Regions from separate parts of the Mus musculus genome. Here regions 1 and 2 are each linked to region 3. A link is a contact called in public HiChIP or PLAC-seq data. All regions are on one chromosome and are shown on one strand. The core of a region is the stretch at or near the end of the contact, and the rest is flanking DNA. Distances in the headings are between cores, read along the strand shown. Region 1 overlaps Inpp4b (inositol polyphosphate-4-phosphatase, type II). Region 2 overlaps Rnf150 (ring finger protein 150). Region 3 holds the start of Il15 (interleukin 15).

What was found. HiChIP or PLAC-seq counts read pairs in DNA pulled down with a chosen protein or histone mark.
Region 1: a contact with region 3 is called in an HNF4G HiChIP or PLAC-seq map of pancreatic cancer cells. The contact joins the enhancer-like site here to the promoter of Il15 in region 3. A contact is called at or near these places in 7 of 39 promoter capture datasets (the 3T3-L1 cell line, frontonasal cranial neural crest, hippocampal neurons and 2 more), 1 of 115 datasets of contacts at active chromatin or transcription factors (pancreatic cancer cells) and 2 of 9 other capture datasets (adipose tissue and pancreatic islet).
Region 2: an H3K4me3 HiChIP or PLAC-seq map of bone marrow-derived macrophages shows a contact between it and region 3, with 2.5 times the contacts expected there. The contact joins the enhancer-like site here to the promoter of Il15 in region 3. A contact is called at or near these places in 3 of 39 promoter capture datasets (the C10 cell line, pre-B cells and stem cell-derived epiblast-like cells), 1 of 115 datasets of contacts at active chromatin or transcription factors (bone marrow-derived macrophages) and 1 of 9 other capture datasets (liver).

Annotation. Positions count from the first base shown.
Region 1 is chr8:81,848,584-81,853,518 of GRCm38.p6, forward strand. The region is part of intron 7 of Inpp4b (inositol polyphosphate-4-phosphatase, type II); the gene reads left to right. Among named protein-coding and RNA genes, the nearest start is that of Gm25267, 300 kb to the right of the region's middle. Within about 2 kb of position 1,653, at least 13 of the 459 cell types and tissues checked have an H3K27ac peak or open chromatin away from gene starts, as enhancers often do. A contact at or near this core is called in pancreatic cancer cells, where this site is marked.
Region 2 is chr8:82,937,124-82,941,859 of GRCm38.p6, forward strand. The region is part of intron 1 of Rnf150 (ring finger protein 150); the gene reads left to right. Among named protein-coding and RNA genes, the nearest start is that of Rnf150, 76 kb to the left of the region's middle. Within about 2 kb of position 3,053, at least 113 of the 459 cell types and tissues checked have an H3K27ac peak or open chromatin away from gene starts, as enhancers often do. A contact at or near this core is called in bone marrow-derived macrophages, where this site is marked.
Region 3 is chr8:82,400,570-82,405,679 of GRCm38.p6, forward strand. Il15 (interleukin 15) reads right to left here and starts at 2,017. Exons shown (of 8, transcript NM_001254747.1): 1 at 1,731-2,017.

The DNA.
Region 1 (4,935 bases), core at 403-2,902, 550 kb before region 3:
GACATCAGCCCTCAAGAAAATTGCCTAGTGTAACTGCTGAACCAATCCCACACACGGGAAGAATGGGCTTAAATAAGGAGGAGTCAACATAGCTTGAATTTCTGACAGACTGAGTCATGTTATTCTGTACAGTGAAAATTTAACACATATTTAATACATATCCCACCAATCTTCAAAATATTTCTTTGACAAAATTGTCTAAGCATTTAAGTTATTGGTCAAGAAGACATGGTGACTCTGTCCTTACTATATACTAAGAACACTTATTCCAACATGAGCTAAAACCTTTCAGTGTAATTCCTACTATTATGTTCCTTTCATTTCTGAGCACACTTAGGCAACATTTACTGGATGTATCCAAGCATTTTCCCAATGGCTTAGTCAAATAGATACCAATTTGTGTTCTTAAATCTTCTGGACTGTATTCATAACAAACATGTAATTCATTAGCAAAAACCTAGCACAAAGTACTGTTTAGTTTTGAGGTTATTCATAAACTCTTAATAGTTAGCATGCATTATTTTCTTTATAATGCTGTTTTCAGTATTAACAGTTCTTACAATGGAATGGGACATCAAGCAAACATATTTCTTATGGTTGACAGTGAAGACAAAATGCCCAGGCTATAAAATTGTCTTATTCTGTAATTATGTATGCATATATATATGTTTGTGTATATCATATATGTATACACATACATGTGTATATATCACAACAGTTGCATATCAACTTTTGCTTTTCAAAGGCCTTCAAAATTTATACTAACAATCCTGTATATGACTTTGTAAGAATAGGTCAAAGTATCACTTATAAGCTCATTTAATCTGCAATAGACCAGTGTCTAGTCAAAATGAAATGAGTAACATATAAGATTTGCCACATACGTCATTTAAAAATGTCCAATAGCCATATTTTAAACAGTTCAAAGAAACAGACTAAATTATTTATATTTTTCTTTAACTCACTATAAGTAATATATTCTTAAAATATGTTCAATATAAAAGTTACAGTCCGTGCTCCATTTCTTCATGGTAAGTCTTCTAAACCTGGTGGACATTGAAATTTTATGGATCCCTTTACTTGGTGTAGTCACATTTTAAGCTATTAAAATAGTAGATAACCTCTTTGAGAGAAACAGCTCTGTGTGGCACTTGGAATATCCATTGAGTGAAGACTTTGTGAGATGAGCTTCCTGATGGAGGTGTGGCAGTTGTGGTACCTAGGTTGACTTCCTTAGTAGTGAACAGTGGAGCCATTGTGGACATAGGGCATGTGGTTTCAAGTCTGATGAGCTGTCCAAGTCCCTACAATGCACTGAAGAATAAACTTTTGGTCTCACATTCCCTGTGATGAGACTTCAGGAATAACCATTGATAACCTCTTCTTATACTCTGGTTATTACTCTCCAGCAAAATGAGTGATTGAAATGATATGCTGTGTGTTTTAATGATCATCTTCCCCAGGCTGATACTTGTGAGTGTTGTATTGTCGTGAGCAGGAAAGGAAGGTCAGAGTTATGAGGTGTGCAAACAAAATATCTATCAGGACAGGAATTGCCATCTGTGCTGGAAACTTGGCACAACATACTGTGGATGAAAAGATGCTTGGCAGAGAATCAAGAGACTAGAATTCCAGTGTTACAGGATATTGGATATTTGGACCTGTTTCTAGTTAGGGTGTGGCACAGCCATTAGCTCACAGCTTTAACCCCTCTGGCTAGCATACAGACATGCCCTTTGTACTTATCTCTAATTTCAAACAATGAATGTAAAGTTTGTAGAAAGGAGCACTCATGTTTGAAAATGTTGTCTAATGGCGTGGCAGACAAAGTGATGAATCAGAGAAAGATTTGACAAAACAGGATATTCCCAACTTTCAGAAGAAGAGAAAAGGAAGGGAAGAAATTTATGGAAAAGACAGAGGGTAGAGGAAGAAGAGAATATAGTCTAGGGATACAGTAGAATTTGTGGAGGCTGTACAGTAGAGTTGAGAGGGAGAGTAGAGCAGCACAGAGAGGGAAAAGGAGGCAGTTTTACCAGGAGAGTTATACAGAGATGGATTAAAGATAGAACAAGTTAGACACAGTTAAAGATGGAATGAGCAAGAGAATGAGAAGAAGTCAGAAGATTAGAAAAGATTGCCAGAGTTAGTTTTGAGTGCAAATAGAGAAATTCAGAGGCTGAGAGAAGCCAGATTAAATCAGTAAGTGTGGAGAGGAGTTTGAGCCGGAACACCTGAGTTGAGCCAGCCAGCCTGAGCTCAGAAAGAACAAGAAATGGTAAGCTTATTCAGCAGCAAATCTCAGAGGCCTAGTTTAGATTGTACTGAGGCTAGAAGCTTGCAAGACTAAGCCCAGGTTAACAGATGGAGGCAATAACCTTCCAAGATAATTATAGAGACTAAAAGGTACTTTTATGTTCTAACCTGGTCTAATATGGCTTCCTGGATGCTATCTATTGTGGCTGTGTACAGGACACATCATTCTTATGGACTTCTGCAGCTCTTCCCCCTGATTACAGGCAGTTTTTCCAATGATTTGGAACTTCTTGTAAATACCTTACATATCCTAAAACAAATCTGAGCAAATTGGAATCATAGGAAATATCTTCTCAACAGCAGTAACTGCATAAGACTTCATATCCTTTACATCTTAATTTTTAAAATCTTATTTAGATTTACTTCTGAAACAAACTTTTTCTTATGCATATATATTGTTCTTTTTGTACTGCAAATATTTTTCAACTAAATAATAATAATCCTTTCTTCTTCCTCTTCTTTCCTGTCCTACCCACTTCTCCCCTTCTTCTTTGTCCAGGTTTTCTCTCTCTCCTCCCCCTTCTTACCTCTCCTCCTTCTTCTCTTTTATCTCCTCTATGCCTCTTCTTTTTCCTCACCTTCAAATACTCTATCTTTCCATAGAATTTTAGTTGGGCAGAAGACGTATCTAAGGCACCAGACCCATGGGTACAATATCTTAAGCCCCATTTAAGTGTCAATAATGCACTGTCTGCTTTCCTCACTGAGCTACTAATGGTGTGTTGATGACTTTATGCTCAAAATGATGCTCTGCATCCTTATTGTTGTGCATTGTGTACCGTTTTCCCCCTCTCTGTGGGTATTCAGAACTTAGAAAGAGAGAAAATTGATTTTGCTCTAATTCATTCTCTTCCAATGTCTCCAGTGAGTGTTTACATCGGTGGATGTTTTGTTCTCTAATTTGGAGTTGGGGATTGGATAAATTCTATGTTGACTTATATTGAGGTGAAACAAACACAAATAACAATATAAGAAAAATAGAATGTAAGTGTACTGGCAGTTATCCTGTTTGGTGTTACAATGTAAAACCATAATATACTATTTTTAGAATAAAATAGAACCCCAGGAGACATCATGGAGGAGGGAGCAGAAAGACTGTTAAGAGCCGGAGGACCACCAATTCTGTTCTGTAGCTGCCTGTCTTAAAAATGTTTCCTGGAGAAGATTTGAACAACGACAGATCAGCAATCTTGCTAATATGAAATCTTGTAGGCTATCACCCCTAGACAGAGAACTACAGCCAACTAATGACTGTTCCTGCTAGAGAATTAGCCTTTTATAAGGATGACTTTCCTAATTGGAGGTCCAGTGCAAAGTGGTCAACCCTAAAACCATATGCACAGAAGCAACAAAAATAAAAAATAAGCTCAGCAAACACACACAGAGGCACACCCAATTATATACTGTATTCATGTATTTGCCCATATATTATATATAATACATAATAATAAATACATATGGAAATTGTAACTTTATGGCTAATAAGACTACCATAATATCATGCCATATATACTTTGCTTTATTCTAAAGTCATCCAGACCAGATCTGCACAATTTCAAAATGTAAGTAAAACAAGCTTAGAAAGTTAGTGGCCTTGTGAAATTTATTATCTGTTTTAGATATATTCTCTTGTTTGGTGTAATAACAAATCATGAATATTATACATAGAAATATACATATATATAAACAAACATTACTCTGTATCACTATAATTTTGCATTAGCATTATGTGTTTTCCCCTCTGCATGGGTATCCATGTATGTATATCCATATAGATACATACATACATATATACATTCATACATTTATACATACATACATATGTGCAATGATAAAGAAGCAATCAGTTCTAGTTTTGGGGGCATAGAGGGACTAGAAGACGGGGGCATGGGGTCTGGGTGAGGAGAGAGAAGGGGAAAGTGATTTTATTTCCTAATTAGAATGCAAGTAAATAAAGAAAAATAAACAAAAATGGGAATTTAGGTATTCCATTTAATCCAACATGGATTCCCTAGATAAAATTAGGTTTTGAATAAAATAAACTTTTGTAACTGAAAACCTTATTATACATATAAATATACATATATATAAACAAATATAACTCTGTATCACTATAATACATTCATACATTTATACATACATATGTGCAATGATAAAGAAGCTATCAGTTCTAGTTTTGGGGGCATAGAGGGATTAGAAGACGGGGGCATGGGGTCTGTTTTCATTTGGCAGGCCATTACCAATACTAAGGTTCGATGTGCCTTATTTTGGAAAGCTCTGACAGTGTCCCCTGAGATAAAACCTGGGCTAACAATTGCAGTGGGACTGCTTGTCTCAGGGTTATTGTCCCTGGCATTCTGTGTACATGCCCTCTGTTTCTGTTGTTGGGCTGTCTCTGATACTGATCAGTTAAAGAGCTGCATGTGAAGGGGCTCCTGGTCCAGCAGACGAGACAGTCAGTGGTTGTGGTCACCAAGCTTGCTTGCACCTGTGCCTTATGGCGCGTCCATAGCTCATGCCTAAAAATAGCCATTCCACCTGTCTGTCCATCTGGCTGAAGAATTCCAGTCTGGGACGATTGCTACTTTATAGTTAAAAAGACCATCATGTTATTATGTT
Region 2 (4,736 bases), core at 1,803-4,302, 540 kb after region 3:
CAACAGTTTATTACAAAAATGATTCAGGCTTCTGTTTACATGATGAAAAACGCAAAATAAATGGTATTATTTTATTGGGAAAATGGGACTAGTGCCTTCAAAGCAACTTGAAAAATCCAAATCGGTTTAAGCTGTTTTATTTCCTTTAGAAGAAAATGGGGCTTTTAAAGTTCTTACCCAACTCTGTGTTTCTTGAGTTCTTCCATGAAATGGATTTTTCTTTTTGTTGCTAGATAATCTGCACATTGAAATAAGGGTTTTTCTCAGTGAGGGCCAAGCAGTGGTTTTATAGAAGTATGACAATGCATCAACTTTAAAAAAAAAAAAAAGATTCTTTCTCTTACAATGGCCTTTGGGATGAGCATGAAGCAAGTTTGTATGTGCTACATTTCATGCTTTAGAAAAGGCTAAGGGAGACAGGGAGATGCTGAGAACAAGTGATCTTACTTAAAAAGAAGAAAGAAGGCCAGCATGTAAACAGAATGTCACGTTTAAAAAAGAAATAGAAGGAGCTGCAGAGATGTCTCGGCAGTCACTCTGCTCTTGCAGAGAACATGTGTTGGTTCCTAGCACCTACACTGGGCAGCTTGCAATCACCTATAACCTCATGCCCATGGCAACGGGCAACCTCTTCTGGCAGTGTATGCACATACACATGCACGCACATACACATGCAGATACATACACATATGCACACAGACACACACACATACACACAGGCACACACATATGCACACGTATACACATGCACACACACATAGATACATACATACATGCACTTACACACATATGTAGGTTAAATATGGGATCCCGCATCCAGCCCAGGGTGAGGCACGACGTGGGAAGTTTGACTGTGCCTCCCACACCGCCACCAGGCAGGCGTTGGACTGTGAGAAGCCACAGAACCCTGCTCTGGGAGTGAGGAAGCGCAGTCTGAGTCCCCATGGACCTGCCTGAGTTGGGTCCAGATTTTTGGGCACCACAGATGCCTCTGAGTACTGCAGAAGAAGTGGCTCTGGGTTCCCCAGGCCTGTATGGAGGCCAGAGATGGCAGATTCTCAGGCTCTTGGACACTGCAGATGCCACTATATGTTGCAGAAGAGCTGAGGACAGAGTGTGGGCCGACTGGCGGGCTCTGGCACTGGGCAAAGGGGAAAAGAGCAGGAGGAGAGAGTTCTGGCTGGGTCCTGCAGGGAGGAGAGCCCTTATCTTGCTAGGTGGCTAGCTGGGATTGGGAAGCAGTAGCTGGGAACACTGGGAGGCCTATGCAGGAGGTTATACACACAGCAGCTTGTTAGTGGAAGACCTGCTCCATTGCTTCAGCATGGAGGATCCCCATGAGAAGAGACAGTCCATGGTTTTAAGGCATTTATTGTAGAAAGGCAGAGAGAAGGAGAGAGTAGAGAAGTAAAGGTCAGCCATGGCCATTTGGAGAGAAGGGAGAAGGGGATGCGGGGGGGGGTGGGGGGGAGGCAAGAGAGTAAGAGAGGGAGGAGGGAGCAAACAGCCCTTTTATAGTGGGCTGGCCTACCTGGCTGTTGCCAGGTAACTGTGGGGAGGAGCCTATCTGGCTGTTGCCAGGTAACTGCAAGGACTGGAGTCCAGACAGAACACCAGGAGCTTGGGGCATTGCTCTACTTGACTGATGACTACACACCTCTCTGCAGTAGGATCCAGGGGCCCAGGGGGCATGGCCAAACACCTGCCATCCCTTGCAGACAGAAGTCACCTACCAGGTCTCTGGCGCTCAAAGCCTGTGCTCGACTGGGGACCAGGCTGCCTTTCATAGCTCACCGCCCCACACACATACACCCACATGTACACACACATGAAACATACATACACATATACACATACACATTCTCATATATATATATATACACACATGTGCACACATATTCTCACGCAAAAAAAAATGTTAAATGTTTTTTTAAGGGCAAATAGAATTCGGTGTTCCTTCCAGTAATAAGGACAGCAACAAGTCTATATCCTGCCACATGGTCAACCAGTAAAAATGTCACTTCTCACGCTCAGATAAAGAATAGAATGAAAAAATAATGAAAACTGATGAGTCTGTGGTAAGCACTGAATCAAAGCCAAGGAACCTGGAAGTCAGATAAAGAATTTTAAAAGGTGGCAGGAATGGAGATGGCTTAGCTGTTAAGAGCACCGGTTGCACTTCCAGGGGACCCTGGTTCAATCCCCAGCACCCACAGGGCAGCTCATACGTATCTGTAGTTCCTGTTCTGGGAATGCGACATCCTCGCACAAATATATGTGCAGGCAAAACACCAATTCACATGAAATAAAAATAAGTAAATAAATGTTTACATGAAAACTATTGGAAAACCCCAAATGAGCATTCCATGACTTGCAGCAGGTTTGAGCTAAGGGTTCTTCAGGGACGATAAGTTGGTTACAGTTAAGAAATTGATTTGCTTTGGTTATGCTGTGCTGTTGGGTTTTGGGTGCTATATTGTGAATGCTTTCTTTTCATTGACAATTGTCTGATACAGTATTATCAAGGTTTCTCCAACAAATTTATAAGTTAGCAGTGCCCACAAGTATGTTGCAATTAAGATTTTCCTTATCAAAAAAGGAATATACTGCAATAGAGATTCCCTAACCAAACAATGATGTTCCCTTCATGCAACCCATCGTTCTAAATGAGGGGTGCATTGTCCAAAGCCTCTAGAAAGCTGTTGAACATAGAGTTAACACCACTTCCGAAAGGGGCTTAGTGTGCTAAAGTATGTTTTGCTTTGTTTTGTTTACCATATGGAAGATAAAATCCAAGTGCTGAGTCTGGTATTTTCAGACAGCTGTGACCTGTCCCTCGGCTGCCATGGTCTCCTCATCTCTGGCTTAGTCATGCAACAAATTTTGCAAGCACTTGCTGTATTCCAGACACAGCACAGACTGCAGCAGTGGAATAGGTCAGGCGCAGCCCTTTGTGCAAACCTTAAACTGAATCTCCCTAGGGTGGGAAGGGAGGCTATATTTTCCTTGTTCCTCATGCCTGTACTATGTGTATTTTTAGAAGCCTCCACATGCATTTCCTGTATGTACTCGTACAGATTTATGACTCTGTCAGCCCCAAACGCCCTGTCGTTCTGCCTCTCAGTTCCTCCTTCCTAATCGTTCTGGATGTTATTCAAACACAGCTTCAGAGCTCCAGTTCTTCTTTTGCCTGCCAACGGTGCTGTCCTCTTTAACTTTTCTCGTCTCCCAGGTCTGGCCCCAGACTTAAGGGCTTGCACTCTCTCAAGCGCTAAAGGATATTTATTAAATTGAAAAATGACACCATGAAAACATCTTGGAAAACTGTTCCCTGGTTTACACCAAACACATCAGTTTAATACTAGTGGTTTGCAGGCTCGACTTCCTGACTCTACAGTTGTGTGCACATCACCAGATGTCACCTATGCTACATGATGAGTAAGTGTCCTGTGGACCTGCAACTCCTGGGCACATAAAGGAGCTGAATGGGCAAAGGGTATCACTGTAGATAATTATAGTACTCATGAGGGTCTCTGCCTCATGGTGCTGTGTTCTTATAACTAATATGTCTCCGAAAACATTAGTAATATTTGATTAATATTATTAACACATATTAATTTATCACTTCAGCACGTACATATCACTTTGGAACACATACATTTTCCTCCACTGCTGTTAAGAGCACTAGTCATTTGCATCCTTTCCCTCATGGCTCCATGAAATGGATTTTTCTTTTTGTTGCTAGATAATCTGCACATTGAAATAAGGGTTTTTCTCAGTGAGGGCCAAGCAGTGGTTTTATAGAAGTATGACAATGCATCAACTTTATAAAAAAAAAAAAGATTCTTTCTCTTACAATGGCCTTTGGGATGAGCATGAAGCAAGTTTGTATGTGCTACATTTCATGCTTTAGAAAAGGCTAAGGGAGACAGGGAGATGCTGAGAACAAGTGATCTTACTTAAAAAGAAGAAAGAAGGCCAGCATGTAAACAGAATGTCACGTTTAAAAAAGAAATAGAAGGAGCTGCAGAGATGTCTCGGCAGTCACTCTGCTCTTGCAGAGAACATGTGTTGGTTCCTAGCACCTACACTGGACAGCTTGCAATCACCTATAACCTCATGCCCATGGCAACGGGCAACCTCTTCTGGCAATGTATGCACATACACATGCACACACATACACATGCAGATACATACACATATGCACACATACACACACACATACACACAGGCACACACATATGCACACGTATACACATGCACACCCTCATGGCTCCACTAAGCATTCCTTAGCTTTCTTTATCAGGCTGTACGAGCATTTGTCTGCTCATGCCATTGAAGTTTATGAAGGTGAGCTGGTTAGCAGTAGAATAGAGCTATGACCTGGAGCCTTTCACATGCACCCCAACCTTCTTCCAACCCCAGTCCCCAATCCTACCCTACTCTTCTCATAGTGTCCTTGTCACTTAATTATTTTGTATGCTGTGATTATTGTGTAACTAGATGACCTCACTCAGTATAATGTCAAGTCTCATCTATTTTACAATGACATGACAGCATTTCCTTCCTTTGGAAGGCTGGATCATTTTCATGTAACATCCTTCCTATGTGTATGAGGTGTCTGGCTACCCATCACTCACAGATGAATACTTTAGCTAATTTAACATCTTGGATATTGTGAACAATGATGCAATGAACCTCTACAACTGCAGAGATCTCTGAGAACTTGCTTCAAT
Region 3 (5,110 bases), core at 767-3,266:
ATTGGGGGGTTAGAATTTAAGTTGTTGACTGTTATTTATGTAACAGGCTGTGGGATGAAGACATTATTTCCTGGGTTGTGGTTAACCAGCATTCAGAAGAAAAGTTACATAAACAGAGACCAGATTCTAAACGTTTTAAAGCCTTGGGTCAAATATCCATTTATAAAAGCTGATTGGTGTTACAAATAGTTCCCTCAGGAAAATCCACAGAGCTCCTTTTTTTTTTTTTTTTTTTTTTTTTTTAGCTTCCCTGAAATCACAGAGCTGAAATCACAGAGCGGCAGCACACACCTCAGATGAAGTGCTTCCCAAGGTCAAAATTCTGCTTCCAAATTGTTTCAATAACCTTAAGCCATTTTGCTAAAACTCTTCAAAATTAGTTTATATATATATATATATATATATATATGTATATATATATATATATATATATATAAATCTGTGTCCTTGACAAATGTTATATTATGCAATATAGCCACAGACACTTCTTAGAATTGAAACAAGATTTAACTAAGAAAGCACCATTGTATTTTTCCTTTAACCCACCAGCAATCTGCAGGAAAATTCTAAGAAGCAGCTTCCCACCGCACTGTACACTGCCTCTGCCTGCCAATCAGCAGCCAGCAGTAATATCTAAACTACTAGAAACCTGTCAGGGATCTGAACTAGGGAAAACCTGACCCCCTATCATGTTGCAAAACAGATCACAAGGCAAGAGGAGCCATTAGAGTGAGAATGGGACTGCAAACTCCCAGAAGGGAAAAGGGGAAGCATAAAGATCAGAGGAGAAGCAGACACATTTATAACAAGCCTGAAGCAATTTCTGACCCTTCCACATTTTAAGTAAAACTCCGGAGTTTGTTGTTGTTGTTGTTGTTGTTTTTTTATTCTAAAAGCCTAAAATAACTATAGTTTTGTCTCTACTCCTTTATTAATATTGATGTTCCCTCTTGAGTCGCTTCTTTCTTATCAATCCCTCTAAACTTCCTTTAAGAAATCCTTTAAATTTTAGTGAGCATTCAATGTTGATAAGGATCTAACTTGAGGCAGCAATCGTAGTAATCTGTTTATTTACCGGCTCAGACTGGAGAGTCCTGGCAGGTCAATGGGGCCTCCCTGGCGCCACCAATGAGAGTATCAGAAATCAATTTAAAATCACCAGTGGAAAGTAGCTGCTGCCAATCACCTCATTTCCATTTCAGCTTCTGCGGGACTCTGTCTCTGGTTCTGTCTGAAACCTGTCAGGACGCTGCCTGGTTCTGTCTGGAACCTGGATCATTAACATTGTTTGGGCATTAACATAATATTAAATGCAGGGGGGAGGGGCTATAGACATTCTTTTGAGCTTCCCTTTCTTGCAACTTTGCACTCTCCAACCCACTTGAAAAAGTTAGCTGGGTTTTCATCTAAAGCCCGCTTGAGTGAGGATTTTATTTCAGGACAATCTTCCCCGTTGCTTCCCTTCAATCTGGTATTTCATACAGACAACTGCTTTGATTAAGCCTTGAGCTAAGCTGTTGCTAATACAGACCCAGACCTATGGCCATTCCTGCACATTTATTTCCCTAGAAAACGCATCTTCAACAAGGAAAAGGTGAGTAATTTTTGCAAAGGGAGAGAGGAGAGAGAGAGAGAAAGAAAGAAAGAAAGTCCATAGCAGCCATCCATTCGCCGGGGCCAGAAGTTTGAAAGAATGTGGCAAGCAGAGCCGAGTTAGTACCTTTCCTGACCTCTCTGAGCTGTTAGATGTGGAACTCAGCCTTCCAAACACAGCAGGATCCCGTCTTCGTCCAACTCTGCAACTGGGCGGGGGCAGTCCTGCCCTGGCAAGGTCCCTGCAGCGCGTAAGGAGATGCACTGCAAGTCTTTTGGGCGCAGAGAATTGGGAGAGACTTGCAGGAGGACCTGCAAGCTGCCCTACTCTGCAAGGGGGAGGATGAAGAAGAGAACTCTGGGGAAGAGTGGCTGGACAGAAGGGGAATACAGTGCCACTGAGTATTGAAGTCTTGGTCAAGAAAGAGGGCGGGGCGGCCTGGCCGGCAGCTGGAGGGGAAAAGGGTGCCTGAGCAGAGCCAGAGCTGGGAGGGGCCCGGGGCGTAGGCTTTCGGAAAAAAAAAAAATTCCATTGTTGATCCACCACCACCAGCACTACCACCTCCCATTCTGTACCTCCATCGGGTTCTGGTTGAAGGGTGCAGGATGCAGGGCAGCAGCCAGCGGGAGCAATCAAGGCACAAGGAGCGAATCAGCTGGGGTTTCCCCGGTTTCCCCCAGTGCTTTCCAGCCGGGGAGTCCCAACCCCAGCTAACAGAAAAGTGAAAGAGAAAGAGCCCAAGCTGAGGCGGAGATCAACACCCTGGGGAGGTTGCGGGAGGAACACATGGTCCCGGCCACCTTACCAGGTGCCCACATGATTCTGCCACTGCCAGGTCCCCAGGGCGCAGAACCTGAAGGGCAACTGAGAGCAGAGAGCAGTCTCCTCCCCCTGGGCAGTTGGCCACAGCCTCTGTGTGTCCTGGAATGCCTTTGCCTCTGTGAAGTTTCAAGGAGTTGGCCTGAGTTCACAGGTTGCTTGCATCTACAGCAACTGGCCTTGCAGGGAGGCAGTTTGGCTTCCCCATAGAAGCCCGGAGGAGATCTGGACAGAGACTGTACCGGGAGGAAACGGAAAAGGACCTTGGGTCTGGAATGGGCGGTCCTCCAAAACAACCCTTGACCTGCTGCAGAGTCTGGAAGAGGGAAGTTTCTTTCTGAACTCTTGCTAGGAGGGGCCTGTTTGGGAACAGTAAACTTCCACTAAATTGACCCCTCTTGGGTCATTTTTCCAACCTAATTTGTAGCTGAATGTAAAACATTGCACATGTCTTTTGATGGGAAACAAGGCGTGGGTAAGGCAGCATCTTTAAGTTGGAAATTAGGAGTGATTATAGTGAGGAGGAGTTAACCATGTCAACTGTGTGTCTATTCCAGACAGTCCGAGAGCCCGGGGTCCCAGCTTTGGCATTCAGATGAATCATTGAAAAGACTCAGTGGCTTGCGGTTCCCAAAGCTTTTGAGAAAGCCAGGAGAAAACGATGAGGCCCTTGGCACCTAGTTAAACACAACTATGTTCTGTGTTTTTGTGTATTACATTAAAAAATGGTAAAAACTAGAATATTTGAACGACTAATTATTAACTGTGTGTGGCATTCCACATAAAATCATTGTAATGGGAAGTTTGTTCTCACACACTTATCTTGTATCCCTTCAAGGTTTATATTTGAAACAATAATGCATGTTTTGGTAACAATCACACCAAAATTTACTTATAATAAAAATCGTGAAAATGTGTATTTTACAACCATTTAAAATTTTACTACCATTATAAATTATATTTAAAGAAACATAAAAATCTGACTGGAGAGATTGCTCAGCAGTTCAAGAGCTTGTTGTTCTTGCAGAGGTCTGGACTTCCATTCTCAGGACCATACTGAGATGATCCACTAACAGCTGTAACTCCTGCTCCAGAGGATCCAACAGCATTGGTCTCCTGAGGGACCTGCACTTACACACACACACACACACACACACACACACACACACACACACACACATACAAATACATTTTTAAAATCAATATTCTTTTTGTACAGGATAATACAGTGAATTGTCTTGAACAGCTTCAATGAGTTTCAAACCCAACCACTTTTCCATTTCACACTGAAGCCCTGCTTCGTGAAATGAGCATGCACTATAAAAATAGGCCAGAAGCTGGACTGAATTCCATCACAATGATGTACTAGAAGTGAACATCACAGTATGTGAGTGATGTAGAGGTGAGCAAGTAGGTCAATATCTCATGCCTCAACTTGGACCAATACAGAGCTCTGTGTACCCCGGCAAGGTGATTCCTTTCGCATCTCTCCAGATCGCCCTATGTCTCCTGTGTGCTGTTCAACTGGTAGAGGAATCACATGACCATCAATAAGACACTTCATGGACTACACCCAGTACCTCCATGCAGGGCTGGTTGCTGCTTTGGCCAGAACATACAATGCATCCCAGTTGTCCGCTTCTGTCCACGTGCTCTAACTGAGGCAGCTGCTTTTAGCAGATGTTCACCAGCCCTAGGATCCAGACCCTGCTGGTCATCCTCAGGACTGATCAGGCATCCCTGCCTAAACAATACACTTTTATACCATGCAGTAGTAAATATTCTGAGCCACCAAGTATTAAATATTCTGAGCTACTGGAGAATTTTCATAATACTTAGGAAACTTAAGAGTGTGCTTTCCTCATGAGATGAACTATACAGAGCACTCTAAGTATATGAAAAACAATTAACTGGCCTTTAACTGCTGATCCCACTTCAGATATATACAGTAGGTTTCAAAATAAGATGGTAAATGATATATGAGGCATTTATGCATTTGTGGTAAGAATAATGCTGATGACAATGAAGTCAATTAGAGCATTGTTGCCATGGGATTCATTGTCCTACTATTGCCTCTCAAACATGCAGGGCAAATTTGTTTTCTTAATTACAAATATAAGAGGAATTTTTAAATAACTCACAAGTGCCCACAGTCCAGTGACATTCACTGTGTGGCATAATTTGTTTTGGTTGCATTCCACTCCAACAGAACTTTAATATATGCAGTTTGTACTTTCACTTGCCACAGGCACATTGGGAAGATATTGAAAATCACTCACACCAATGAACAAGTAAATTCCACCACATAAATTAAAAGAAAGACAAAGATTGATGGAATAATCTTGAAATTGCCTCAAGAAAACTTTGACAATTACAATGGGAGAAGGGATGAGGACAAACTAACTAAACTCATAGAAGAGGCCATGGCAGTCATTTTCAAAGAATGAACAAGAACGTCAGAGTTTGGGAAGTTAAATAAAACATCTGATGATTTCCCAAAGATTAACTTTGCTGTATTTAAAATAAATTACTAGATGGGTATCATGGCTCATAACAACTTGCTGGTGTTTAGAATTCTGAAACCATGGGGAGTGACAATTCTGGAATTTTGATTTCTTTAAAATAAATCACAGAAATATTATAAGAATATGCTTTCATTTTAATCCCAAAATGTAGTGATGTGGGGCTGCTGACAGT